Regions from separate parts of the Gossypium hirsutum genome. Here regions 2 and 3 are each linked to region 1. A link is a contact called in public Hi-C data. All regions are on one chromosome and are shown on one strand. Each heading gives the region's core, a stretch centred on a gene start, on an enhancer-like site or on the middle of the called end of the contact. The rest is flanking DNA. Distances are from core to core; before and after follow the strand shown.

Region 1 (3,852 bases), core at 1,065-3,564:
ATGTTCTGACTAGCTATGAATCCAGCTTGTTCTTGGGAAATAAGGTTGGGGAAAACCAACTTAAATCATTTAGCAATCACTTTTATCAACAATTTATACAGAATAGAACATAAACTGATAGGACGAAACTAACTGAAATTATCGAGACAATCCTTTTTGGGGATTAAAATAATCAGAGTATTATTCAAATCCTGCTCAATCGGTTGCCCAGCAAAAACTCCCTTAACCCAATTGCAAATATCATTACCAAGAATATCCCACTGGTATTGAAAGAAATGAGCATGATAGCCATCACTTCCGGGAGCTTTTAAAGGCGCCATGTCAAATAAAGCCCTTTTAATCTATTCATTTGTGATTAACTCCTCCAAGAAAGCAATCTTTGAGGGGTTTAGACATGGAAAACTAATATTGGGAAAGTCCCCCAAGGCCTAAGGCACTTCACCATAAAGTTTCTCAAAGAAGGCTATTGCTTCTATTTGCAAAATTTCCTGATTAGAGCACCACTCCCCATTTCCAATACGTAGTGCTATAATACGATCAAAATTCCTTCTCTTAATCGTGTGACTATAAAAAAATTTAGTGTTTCTATCCCTCAATTGAAGCCAGCCACACCGAGTTTTTTGTCTACAAAGTAAATCTTCATGGTTAAGCACGTTTTCCAACTCATCCCGAACTTCTATTTCTTACTTAGCTAAATGAATTGAGCGATCTCATGAGGTGTCACTTACGGGAACCTAAAAAACCATAGACGTTCTTGGTCCAATCTTTGATATATGAGGTAAAATTATTCAAAGAAACCACTATATTGCCCGCAAAGTTCCATTCTTCTTTCACAAAGGTGGGAAAATTATTATGCTTAATCCATCTTGCTAAAAATTTGAAAGGTCTTCCTTTAACCAAGTTCACGTCCGGTCTTGTAGATAGTAGAAGAGGTCGATGGTCAGATTTAATGCGTGGGAGATGGGAGACTAAACACTGTGGAAAAGATGACATCCATACATCATTAGCTAAAGCTCGATCTAATCTGAAAAAAGTACCACCTCTCTGCCAAGTGAAAGAAGGACCGCAATATCCCAAATTCTGTAACTCACAAGAATCAACCAAATTACCAAATAAATCACTTCTCTTACCCATGGTAAAAGGGCTTCGCTTATCCTCTAGTGATAATATGACATTAAAATCTCCCATTAATAACCAATGGGTCGATTGAAGAGGCATTGTAGATATTAATCCATCCCAAAGGAGCTTCCGTTTTGACCTGTCTGGACTGCCATAAACAAAGGAAATAAGAAATGAGTTATTGGGAACATGGTCATTAACACGAAGAAGAATAAATTGAGGGTGATTTTGAAGGATTTGAATCCGTACAGAATCTTTCCAACCCACCCAGATACCACTTGAAAATCCAATAGCCTCAACCCGATGAGAAACATTAAAACCCAATTGATCAATAATATAATTTGTTTTTTTACCACTCACTCTTGGTTCTAATAAGCAAATGATGTCATGGTGCTCCAAATTGTATTCTTGAAAAACTCAGATAAAATTCCTGCTAGCACACCCTTGACAGTTCTAAGTAAATATTTTCAAATTTGAATTCATGTCAATTATAAAATAATATAAAATAAAAATCTTAAAAAAATAAAATAGATCAAACACTAAGTATAAAATAAGAACATAAACATAAGATAGAAGAGAATCCCATCTTTACTGTTCAGGGAGTTCACCTCCCTTCTGTTGTGCTTCACCTCTGGAAGGTCCTTCTAAACCAGGTTTGTCGTTGGTTAAAGTTGAAATACTTTCAACCAATTGAACCATAAAATCTTTTAGCAACACATGTTGGCTACCATTGGTTTTGAAACGGTTGCTGCTACTAGAATGCACTTTATTTAACTTTTTTGTGATACACCTGCCTCTAGATTTAACACCTCTTCCTTGACCGGAAAACACCACCAGATTCAAGATCAAATCAGTCTTTAAAGAAGGAGAGGTATTGTCATTTTTTTAATTTTCTGGAAAGACCAACACCGAGTGTTTGTCAGAGTCGAGGCTCCCCTACTCCACCACCAGTTTGTCAGTTGAGCGTCCTTCCATAGATGAAATAGGTGCGAAAAGGTTCACCGAAGGCCTATCATTGTTAAGGAGCGAACCCCCAATTTCTTGGCCATACGAATCTCCTGCTGTTGTCAGGTTTCCAGTGCTGTTGGTTGTGCCAGCAAGCAGATTTTAGGCCACCGTTCCTTACCTTAATTGGTCCAACAAGGATCGAGCCTAAGCAGATGAAGAGCCACCAAGGCCCAAACTGTTAGGTCTTTCTTTAGTTGGAATAAGACTCTCTACCTGACTTTTATTAACCAAGCTAGACCCACACTCGGCCCAGCTTTATCAGATCCTTTAATAATCGAATCTAGTTCATTTTTAGGGCCTAACTCTCTAGACTTTCCTTTGTTCTTTGAATCCATTTCCAGCCGACCGTTATAGTAATAGCAACTTTCCTTACTTTGTTGATTTTCAATGAGAATTTCTTCCCTTTATTGTGTCTATCATCTGCTATATATCTTCTAGTTAATTCTTGATTAAAATGAGAACCTTCCTTCTCCCTCTCCTAATTTCCATAAGAGTGCTACACATTATCCTTGATTTTTTACCTTGGTCTCCTTTCTACGGTCATCCACGACCTGTAATTTTCGTCTTTCTCTACTTTTCCATCCTCGACCAAGTTGTGATTCTCCGGTATCATTTCAAGCGAAGCTGTTTCCTTTTCCACGTTGATTCTAGCACTCCTAAAGGAGCAATTATCCTTCACATGACCATACCTCTCACAGTGAAAGCAAATTGTCTGTAGAGATTCGTACTCCACTCTTTGTGGACGCCCATTGATTAAAATTTGGGAAACCAATGGCCTCTCCAAATTAACATAGACCACCAACCGAGCAAAACAACCTCCCATCCTACTATCTATGTTCATATCTAACTTGACAACCTTTCCAACCATTTCTCCTATCCTAGCCAAAATTTTATGTTTATACAGATATCCAAGTAGACTAGGGATCCTGATCCATGCCATAACCACATTCAGATAAGCTTGGGAAGGGTCAAATGCCACCGTCCAAGGTTGTACAATCAAGTATTGACCAAATATGGTCCAAGGACCTTCAGATAGAGCCTTCTCACAATCTAACTTGTTCTGAAATTTGACTAGGAAATACCCATTTTCAATATCCATCATATGCAAAAGTGCCGAAGGCTTCCACAAACTATGAATTTTATTATGCAAAACCAAAAAACCAATGTTACGACCCAAAAGTTTTAAAACTATTGTATTATCCATACCCTGAATGAGGATTTGATGAATCCTGTCCGAGAAAGAGATAAAAGGAACTCCATTCACAAAGGATTTCTGAATATCCCCTTCCAAAATATCAAAATCTTCCTTTTCGTCCAATTCTTTGTAGACAGACTTGGAAGAATGGCCTACTAGCTTATCCTTCCAAAAGGTTGGTTGATTAATAGACAGATCGATCATCACATCACTATGTGTATTTAGGGGTGTTCATAATTCGGGTAAAACCGAAAAAATCTAGTTAACCGACCAAATTCGGTTAATCGGTCGGTTAACCGAATTTTTTTGGTCGGGGGTCGGTTAATTTTTTTATGATTTTTCGGTTAACAGTTAATTCGGTTCGAAACCGGTCGGTTAACTGAATTTTTTCGGTTAACCGAAAAAATTAATAAATAAAATTATCCAACCTAACCCAATTACCCAACCCAATAAAGCTAAAACTAAAGTCTACCCAATCACCCAACCCAATAAAACTAAAACTAAAACTAAAGTCTACCCAATTACCAACC
Region 2 (3,975 bases), core at 888-3,387, 210 kb after region 1:
TTAAAATTCATTTTAAAATTTTAAATCACGAAAAATATAAAACCTTTCAAATTTTAGAAAAATATATGTTATTTACTCTTTAAATGATAATTAGAAATGTTCACTACCCATACAACTCACCTAGTCCAAAATATGGTTAGGCTTAGATTTATATTTTTTTATTGTTTTTAAAATGTCAAAAATACTTGCGGCGCTTTCAGTAAAACGCCACAAAAATATATTATTCTTTACGTAAACGGCATCGTTTTGACATATTTAAAATCATATTTCCGGCGTTTTTTCGAAAAACGCCGGTATAAAATGTTTATTCCTCAAATTAAACGATGCCGTATAGAAAATTTAGAATATAAATTTGCGGCGTTTTTTGGCTTAAACGCCACTATAAAATTCAATTATTCTAATGAAACGGCACCGTTTACAAAAATTCGAATGTATATTAACGGCGTTTTTTGCTATAAACGCCGCCAAATCTCAATTTTTTATATTCAATTAGTATGAAAACTTATATAAAAATTAATAATGTTTATAATTTTTTTATATCTTTCACACTTATATAAAAATTATTTAATATATAAATTAAAAAAATACTAATTACCCTAAACCTTAAACCCTAACTCGACCCCAAATCTCTAAACCCTAAATCTCTAACTCTAAACCTCTAATCCCAAACTCATAACCCTAATTACCCCAATTAACCACTAACCACTAACTACTAATCCTTATTATTTAATATATATAATTTTAAAAACAGAAATTAAATCAAATACTATACTCTAACCCGACCCTTAACCCCTAAATCCTAAACCCTTAACCCTGAACCTTAAAACCCTAAACTCATAACCCTCAGCCCCTAACCTCTAACCCCTAACCCCTGAACCTTATTTAATATATAAAATAAAACACACTAATTAATCTAGACCCTAAACCCTAACCTAACACCGAACCATAAACCGATTAAATCCCTAACTAGCTCTTAACCTCTAACCCATAACCCCTATACCCCATTACCCTTAAATCACAACCCTTAAACTAGAATATCTAATCCATATATAATCCCTAAATATTCCGTAATCTATAAACCTTAAAATTGTAACTCCTAAACTGGCCTTAACTACTAAATTAACCATATACCCTAAACCGTGTATATATTAAACTATATATAATGATAATTATACAAAATAAATATTTTAAAATTATTACTATTGTATCCTTTACAATTATATATGAAATTATTTAATATATAAATTAAAAAGAAATCAGTCATGTACCCAAAAAAATTTAGAATATTTTTAATTAATAGTATTTTAATTTTTTCATTTTTAACAAATATTTTGCTATGTTTTTTAATTCAAATTATTTCAATGTCTCATTATTTCAAATTTATCCATTTTTAACAAATATTCAATTAAAAATATATTGAATTTTAATTAATATAAACAAACAAATTAAAAAGTAAAAAAAAATACATAATATGTTTTTGCGGCGCTTTACCAAAAACACCGCTAAAGGTCTCCGCATTAGCGGCGCTTCTTGGAAAACGCTGCTAAAGACCCACAAGGTTTGAAAACGACGCCGTTGGGCTTAGGTTTTTTGCGGCGTTTTTTAGAAAAACGCTGCTAATGATCATTTTTAGCGGCGCTTTCCTATAAGCGCCGCTAATACTCGATCTTTAGCGGCGTTTTTGGGAAAGCGCTGGTAATGCTCGATTTTTAGCGGCGTTTTTTGTACAAACGCCGCTAAAAGCCTGTTTGGTATAGTGTCTCTTAGCACTTTCTATATTAAGCAGAAAAGTGAGAATAGTTATGGCAGAGGATTAATATGTTTACATTGGTATTAGTAGACTCAATTAAATAATAAAAAGATAAAAAAAATTTTAAATGTATGTTTGTTTCATTGAAAACAACTTTAATAAAATATTTTAAGGAAATCTGTCAAACAATAGAAAATATTTTACACAAATTCATCCAAATACAAAAAAAATATTAACTTTTCCAAAAAACTAAATTATTTTCTCGGCAAATAAACTGAACCTAAGATTAAGAAGTAACGAAAGCAAAGACTAAAGTGAGGACCCATGGAAGCCATTATTGAAGATGAAAAGCTAGGACCCATGGAAGCCATTATTGAAGATGAAAAGCTGGTTTAGCGACACTTTCAACTTTTTTGCTTGCTGTGTAATGAAGCAGCCCATGTGCTTGTTGATTCAATATGATGCTTATTGGATTGAAAGAGATACCAAAATTCGTGTCGTGGCGTACCATCGGTTTTTCATAATTGGTCACCACTTTGACCAAAATAAAATATTACTTTTGCATCACTCAATCTAAAATAAATTATAATTTTTCAATTCACCAAAAAAATCATAATTTTTCAAACTTTCTTTTTTCTTTTTTGAATTTTAAACTTTAGATTTATTAAACGAGATGTATAAATTAACTAATAAAAACTCAATAAAATATAAGCTAATAGAGGAATAAAAATTATCTTTAAGCTCATCACCTATAAAAAAGTAATAGATGATGCCGGTTAAATCTTAACTCGATTGATATAAGTATTATTGTCAATGTAGGAGGACGTGGGTTCGAGTATGTTGAAGCGCATTATCCTACTAGTAATGAATTGGGGAGGGACTATAGGTAAATTTAAGTATTGTATCAAAAAAAATATATAATTAGAACCTATAATAAGATTGTTAAAATAATAATAATAATAATAATAATAATAATAATAGAGGATAAAAATTAATATATATTTATATTATTATAAAATTTCTAACTGAATTGATACTAATTTAGAATGATAAAAGCAATTTTATTTCATTTTAACATACATATAAATGGTATAAATATTATTTAACATAATATTTTATTTTTTTAGTAATTATCTCTCAAATTTATAATTATTTCATATGAAAACTACCAACTTGATATGCAATTTTTTTCTTAAAAAAATATTTTTTTATATTTTCTATTTTTAATTTTTCACATAGAATAAGGGTGTACAGAAATCTTACATAAATTAATAGTCAATTTAGTTATAGATTTCACGCCAATATGGTTTATCTAATAATAATAACGCTTAATTCAATAAGCGTTGAAATTATACCAATTTTTTGAGTTAGGCATTTAACTTTTTTTGTCAAATTAAGTATCTAAAATATATTTTAATTTTGTTCCGCCAATTAAAAGTTCATACGTGATATTTTTAATAGTAATAATTTTAAATTTAATAGTTAAATATCAATTTAGAAGAGTGGAGAGAGAGAATGAGAATGAAAAAAAATTATTTTTAATATATATTTTTAATTTCATGTAAATGATGATGTAGGTAAAAAAAATGACATATGGTAGGCTTTTATTGGTTGAAGTGAATTTTTTTTTTGCAGAGATAATGGTAGTGGTCAAAATTGTTACACCTCAAAATCGGGTTAAAAGAATCAGTTTTTGAAAATTGAGAGTGGTCGTGCCTTGATTTATAAGATTATCCTTGTGTGTTGTAAATAAACCGAGGGTTTGAAACGGATGATAAATGCTAAAAGTAACATGTTTGAGCCTCATTCTTAATGAATTTTTGGATGATTAATCGATGTAAAATGGTGAATTTTATGCTCTTAATCCTTTAAATTCATGTTTCTATACTTAGGAGAGCATTTGGGAGCAAAAGGAACGAAAAATGAGCAAAAATCAGAAAATCGAAGCAAGGTATAGGGGCCACACGGACTGGGCACACGACCGTGTGAGCCATACGGGCTGCAACACGGCCATGTGCCAGACCGTGTCAAAATCACGATTTGCACTCCAAGCACACGAAAAAAAATGCAATTTTTAGGTTTTCCAACATTCTAAGACCTATATATGACAAAGATAAGAAGAGAGGAGAGAGTAGTCATAAAATACTCAAGAAAACAACTCGAAAAACACCATTGGAGCCGACTCTAAAGCAAATTTCCATCAAGATTGAAGATCTCCTTTTGAT
Region 3 (4,372 bases), core at 1,784-4,283, 260 kb after region 1:
GTGGTATCAAGTTGAACTAAGGGAACATAATTCAAACGGTATGAAAAAAACCAAATTATTTTGCTTTGATTCTTTATATTTTTTTAAGTACTCAAATCCCAACACCAACATGACTCATAGCCAAAAATGGTTTTGGGGATATGACCATAAAAAAAGTACCCTCCAAAATCCAAATATATGAAGATATAGAAAAACATTGAACATACTTGTTTCATACACATACCCGTATCCAACATTTACACCTCAGTCCAAGTAACATACGGACCAAGAACAAAAGTCGAGCAAAGCATAAAAGTTTCTCAAAAACCAAGCATGTCCCAATTTACTAAGTATTTCTGGTCAAATTCTGCTTTAGTCCCTGTATTTTTTCTGTGTACTCTAATTTGGTCAATTCTAATCCCTATACTTTTTTACTTTTGAATTTTCAGTTTTTGAGTCAAACAGTAGCAGCTTTTTTTTTAAAAAGAGGAAATATATATGATAAATCAATCGATACAAGGCTACCGAAAAATCCAGATTTTCTCAAGTCTAAGAACAGAGAAAACAAATATTGACTCAAACGGTAGCCGTTAAATCCATTAACTAAAATGACATGGCTCTTTTAAACAAGTTGACATAGCATTACAAATGTGATAATATGTTTTCCATAGAAGATTTTGGAAATAGAAAAATTTAACAACTACTCTTTAGTCAGCATTGAAATTTCAAAATTTAAAAAGTACAGGAACTAAAAATGACCAAATTAGAATACATGGAGTAAATCCATAACTTATACATAGTATTCAGACTAATAGCAAAATTTTACCTTAATATTTAATCTAGTCAATAATCCAACCTTATTAATTTGGGAAGACATGATTAGCAACCTAGTTAAGTTTAGAACACATGATCAGAAACAGATTTCTTTAACAATCTAATAAGATTTCAAAACGTTAGACACAAAAGTAGGAAGAATGCTCTGGTCTATCTTACTCATACTTGGGCATCTCAATTGGATACGGGTATGTGTCCGACATGGTATACTCAATTTATTCTTAGTTTTTTCAAGCATTTGGAACGTTGAAAGGTCATATCGTCATATCCACATCCACAAAATGTATCAGACGTGGATGTCAAACACAGTACTTCAAGTAAAATGAAGAATAGAAGCAACATAGCTCTTGGTTTAAATTCCACAAACAAAATTTAGAAGAATGCAGCTAACAAAATAACAAGTGACATGCAAATTAAGGGAGAATGGCATCAATATGACCTAAAGAGAAATCGGTTCAAAAGGTCTCTACAAAGAGCCCATAACAAAATTCATGCAAATACCACAAAGTAAAACAATCTATTAAGGACATACAGCAATCAATAACACATGAATCAACCAACAACATAACATGGCTGCATATCTTTGGAACAGAAGCGAGCAAAAAACAGAGGCCACTCGAAATATGACTTAACATCTGACTTTTTTTATACAAACAATTCAGAACCAATCACAAACTTGGTCAAGAGCATACCTAAAAACATCCAAAAGCAGCTACTTGATAATTCTACTAGGAAATTTAATTATGTAATAATGTAAAACAAGAACAACAGAAACTAATATGTTGGAAGAGTCAATGAACCCTTACCTCAGGCCATCGGCCCCCGGAATGAGTGACAAATTTTGCCCCAGGAAGTGCCTCAGCAATTTGTCGACCCTCTTTACTCCATTCGCCAGACCAATCATTAGACCAAAGTACCTGCATTGGCATGCCTTTTATACCATCCAAACCTCCCCATTCCTCTATATTAAAACTATAATTCAGCTTTTTCTCTATCCCCACAACGGCTTTTCTCGCATCCCATCCCTTTAAAAGTAATCTATGTGCCTCCAACTCCGACCAATCAATCCTCTTTGAGCAACACAAGTTTATCAACCTTGCATACACAAATGAAAACCTCAACACAATCTCATTAACCACAGGTATGTTCAAAACCCACGTAGGTAAAGCTGGTTTTAGTCCAGCATCGATAAGAGTTATGCTTCTAATGAATCCTGAACTCTCAGCAATCCAATTCGCAGCCATAAGAACAGCAGAATCATGTAAAACTAAATGCAAAGGAGCTAATCTCATTGTTCCTATAACCTGCCCCAGAACCATCCCCATTTCTTCACTTCCAATTGCAATAACCTTAACACTCTTTTTAACCAAAACTCTAGATTTTATCTCCTCATAAGGTAGTTCACCAGTTTCAACCATTTGATCGAAAGCCCAAAACAAACCCTTGTCTTGAATCAAACTATAAACTTCCTTAAACCTCGCTAAAATGCCATTTGTTCCTTCTTCGATCTCTAACCTAGATTTTTCAGAAAACCCATTTCCAGGCAAATCAATGGCTATAACACGAACTCCTTTTGAGCCTAAAGCCCTTATCATTTCTCTATAAGAATAAGAACTCAGCCCCAGCCCATGAACGACCAAAACATTCTCAGATGAAGAAAACTGACCATTTTCAGAAACAAAACCTCAATTGGCGATTGGTTTGGAGATGTCTGAACCTTAATGATTCTACCATTTGAGTAGTGTTGACGGAGGGAGTTGGGCAAAGAAAGGAACCAGGATTTGGGGTCTTGTGGGGACAAAGATGAAAAGGAGACGAAGAGGAAAGTGATGAGAGCGATGGTGAGGGTGAAATAGAACCAGAAGGCAAAAGGATTTTGAGTTTGGGAATTAGGGTCGGATTTTGAGGAGACTGGGTTAGGATTAAAAGTAGGTTTTGGGGGAGTTTTCTTGTCTACTCTCGTTTTGGGTGATTCGGGCTCTACCTCTTCTGTTATGATCGCCATTAGAGTACAAGCATCGACTGCAAACTTCAACTTCGAGATCTAATCTAATAATCTTTGTAGCACAACCCACTTTAAACCGTAGAAAAAGGCAAATTTTGAGATTTGAGATCAATCGGATGTCCACTTTAATAAAGCAATTCTGTTTCAACTTTTTTGGGTTTAATTTAACATTTTATGCCTGCTTTCAATCTTCAATTCTGTACCTATTTTTCTTTTTCCGATTTCATATTTGAATTTCACTTTTCATCAATTTTTTGCAATTCTGGATGATATGGACATTAAGCTTATTATGCACATTTCATCAACCTTTAATCGTATAAATGGTGTTTCAAAGAATTTAAAAAAAAAATCACTTATATTTCTTCAAATTTTTTACACAAAATTGAATCTTTAGAGTTAATAAAATTATTTAAATCATTCCTTTAATTACTATTCATTGTTAATTTCTAACAGCATCACAAATGTTGTCGCTAATAGCCACCACGTTAGTCAACAAATGCTAATGTGGTGATCCATGTCAGCCGATAGATATTGACGTGGTATTACCATGTCATAAAAATTGATGATTTTTTTTATAATTTTTAAATTGTCAAAGGTTTTTTTATTTTATAATTTTAATTATTTTATAATTCTTTATAAATTTTTACTGAATTTTATAATTTTTATAAATCTTGATAATAAGTTATAAAATTTTTAATAATTTTTTATTTTTTAATTTTTAGAATTTTAGAATGATTCTAGATAAATAGATATCTAAATTCATTTATAATAATTTGTCTAAGTTCACTCTGAACTTGATTTTGAAAATAAATTTATAATATTCTTTTACATTTTAGAATTTTTTTGTTTTGCTCATGTGATATTGTCACATTAGTCACTTTAATGGTTGTGTTGGCGTGATAATTATTAACGGTCATGTTTATGATTCGGTTAGGAATTAATGGTCAACACCAATGAAATAATTGATTTAATTGAATGCAAAAAGTTGAGAGGAGGTTAATTGATTGTTTTTTTTTAAATACTTCTAGTGACTTTTATAGCATTAAACCTTTTAAAAATAAAAAAAATCTTTTAAAAGTAGGAAAATATAAAAAATAAAAAATATTTAAAATTTTAGAAATTTAGAAATTTATAAATTTATAAAAATAAAATTATGTAAAATTAGGAATACGTGTAAATTTACCACCATCATACTTTATTTTGGCTAACCTTTGTTATTGTACTTTTGAATTAAAAGTAAATTTATCACCATATTTTAATTTTATAGTGAATTTTACCACTTTACTTTTACTTATTGAATTTTACTAAACAATTTTGATTTAAAATATTTGAAGAAAAAACTTAATAACGCTAAATCAATAAATTTAAAAATTTTAAACCCTTTTTGGTAATCTATTGAAAAAATTAAATCAATTGAAATTTAATATTTTCACTGACTTAATTTTGAAAACACATTTGTTAATTCATAATAAAAATAATAATATATATCACTTTTTCTATGAAAAAGTGAGGAAAATGATGAATAGATAATGAGCTACTTATCATTTAATGTAG

The links. Hi-C and Micro-C count contacts between places; a contact is called where the count stands out from the background.
Region 2: a contact with region 1 is called in a Hi-C map of leaf, with 1.6 times the contacts expected there. The contact joins two enhancer-like sites. A contact is called at or near these places in 5 of 34 Hi-C or Micro-C datasets (hypocotyl and leaf).
Region 3: a Hi-C map of leaf shows a contact between it and region 1, with 2.0 times the contacts expected there. The contact joins the promoter of LOC107920147 here to the enhancer-like site in region 1. A contact is called at or near these places in 3 of 34 Hi-C or Micro-C datasets (leaf and petal).

Annotation. Positions count from the first base shown.
Region 1 is chrD13:38,075,538-38,079,389 of Gossypium_hirsutum_v2.1, reverse strand. No RefSeq gene overlaps it. Among protein-coding and RNA genes, the nearest start is that of LOC107920320, 26 kb to the left of the region's middle. Within about 2 kb of position 2,314, at least 9 of the 9 cell types and tissues checked have an H3K27ac peak or open chromatin away from gene starts, as enhancers often do. A contact at or near this core is called in hypocotyl and leaf, where this site is marked.
Region 2 is chrD13:37,861,298-37,865,272 of Gossypium_hirsutum_v2.1, reverse strand. No RefSeq gene overlaps it. Among protein-coding and RNA genes, the nearest start is that of LOC107920813, 6.2 kb to the right of the region's middle. Within about 2 kb of position 2,137, at least 3 of the 9 cell types and tissues checked have an H3K27ac peak or open chromatin away from gene starts, as enhancers often do. A contact at or near this core is called in hypocotyl and leaf, where this site is marked.
Region 3 is chrD13:37,820,018-37,824,389 of Gossypium_hirsutum_v2.1, reverse strand. It overlaps LOC107920147 (protein AUXIN RESPONSE 4), which reads right to left and starts at 3,033. Exons shown (of 3, transcript XM_016849684.2): 1 at 2,500-3,033; 2 at 1,620-2,497. The coding sequence starts at 2,818.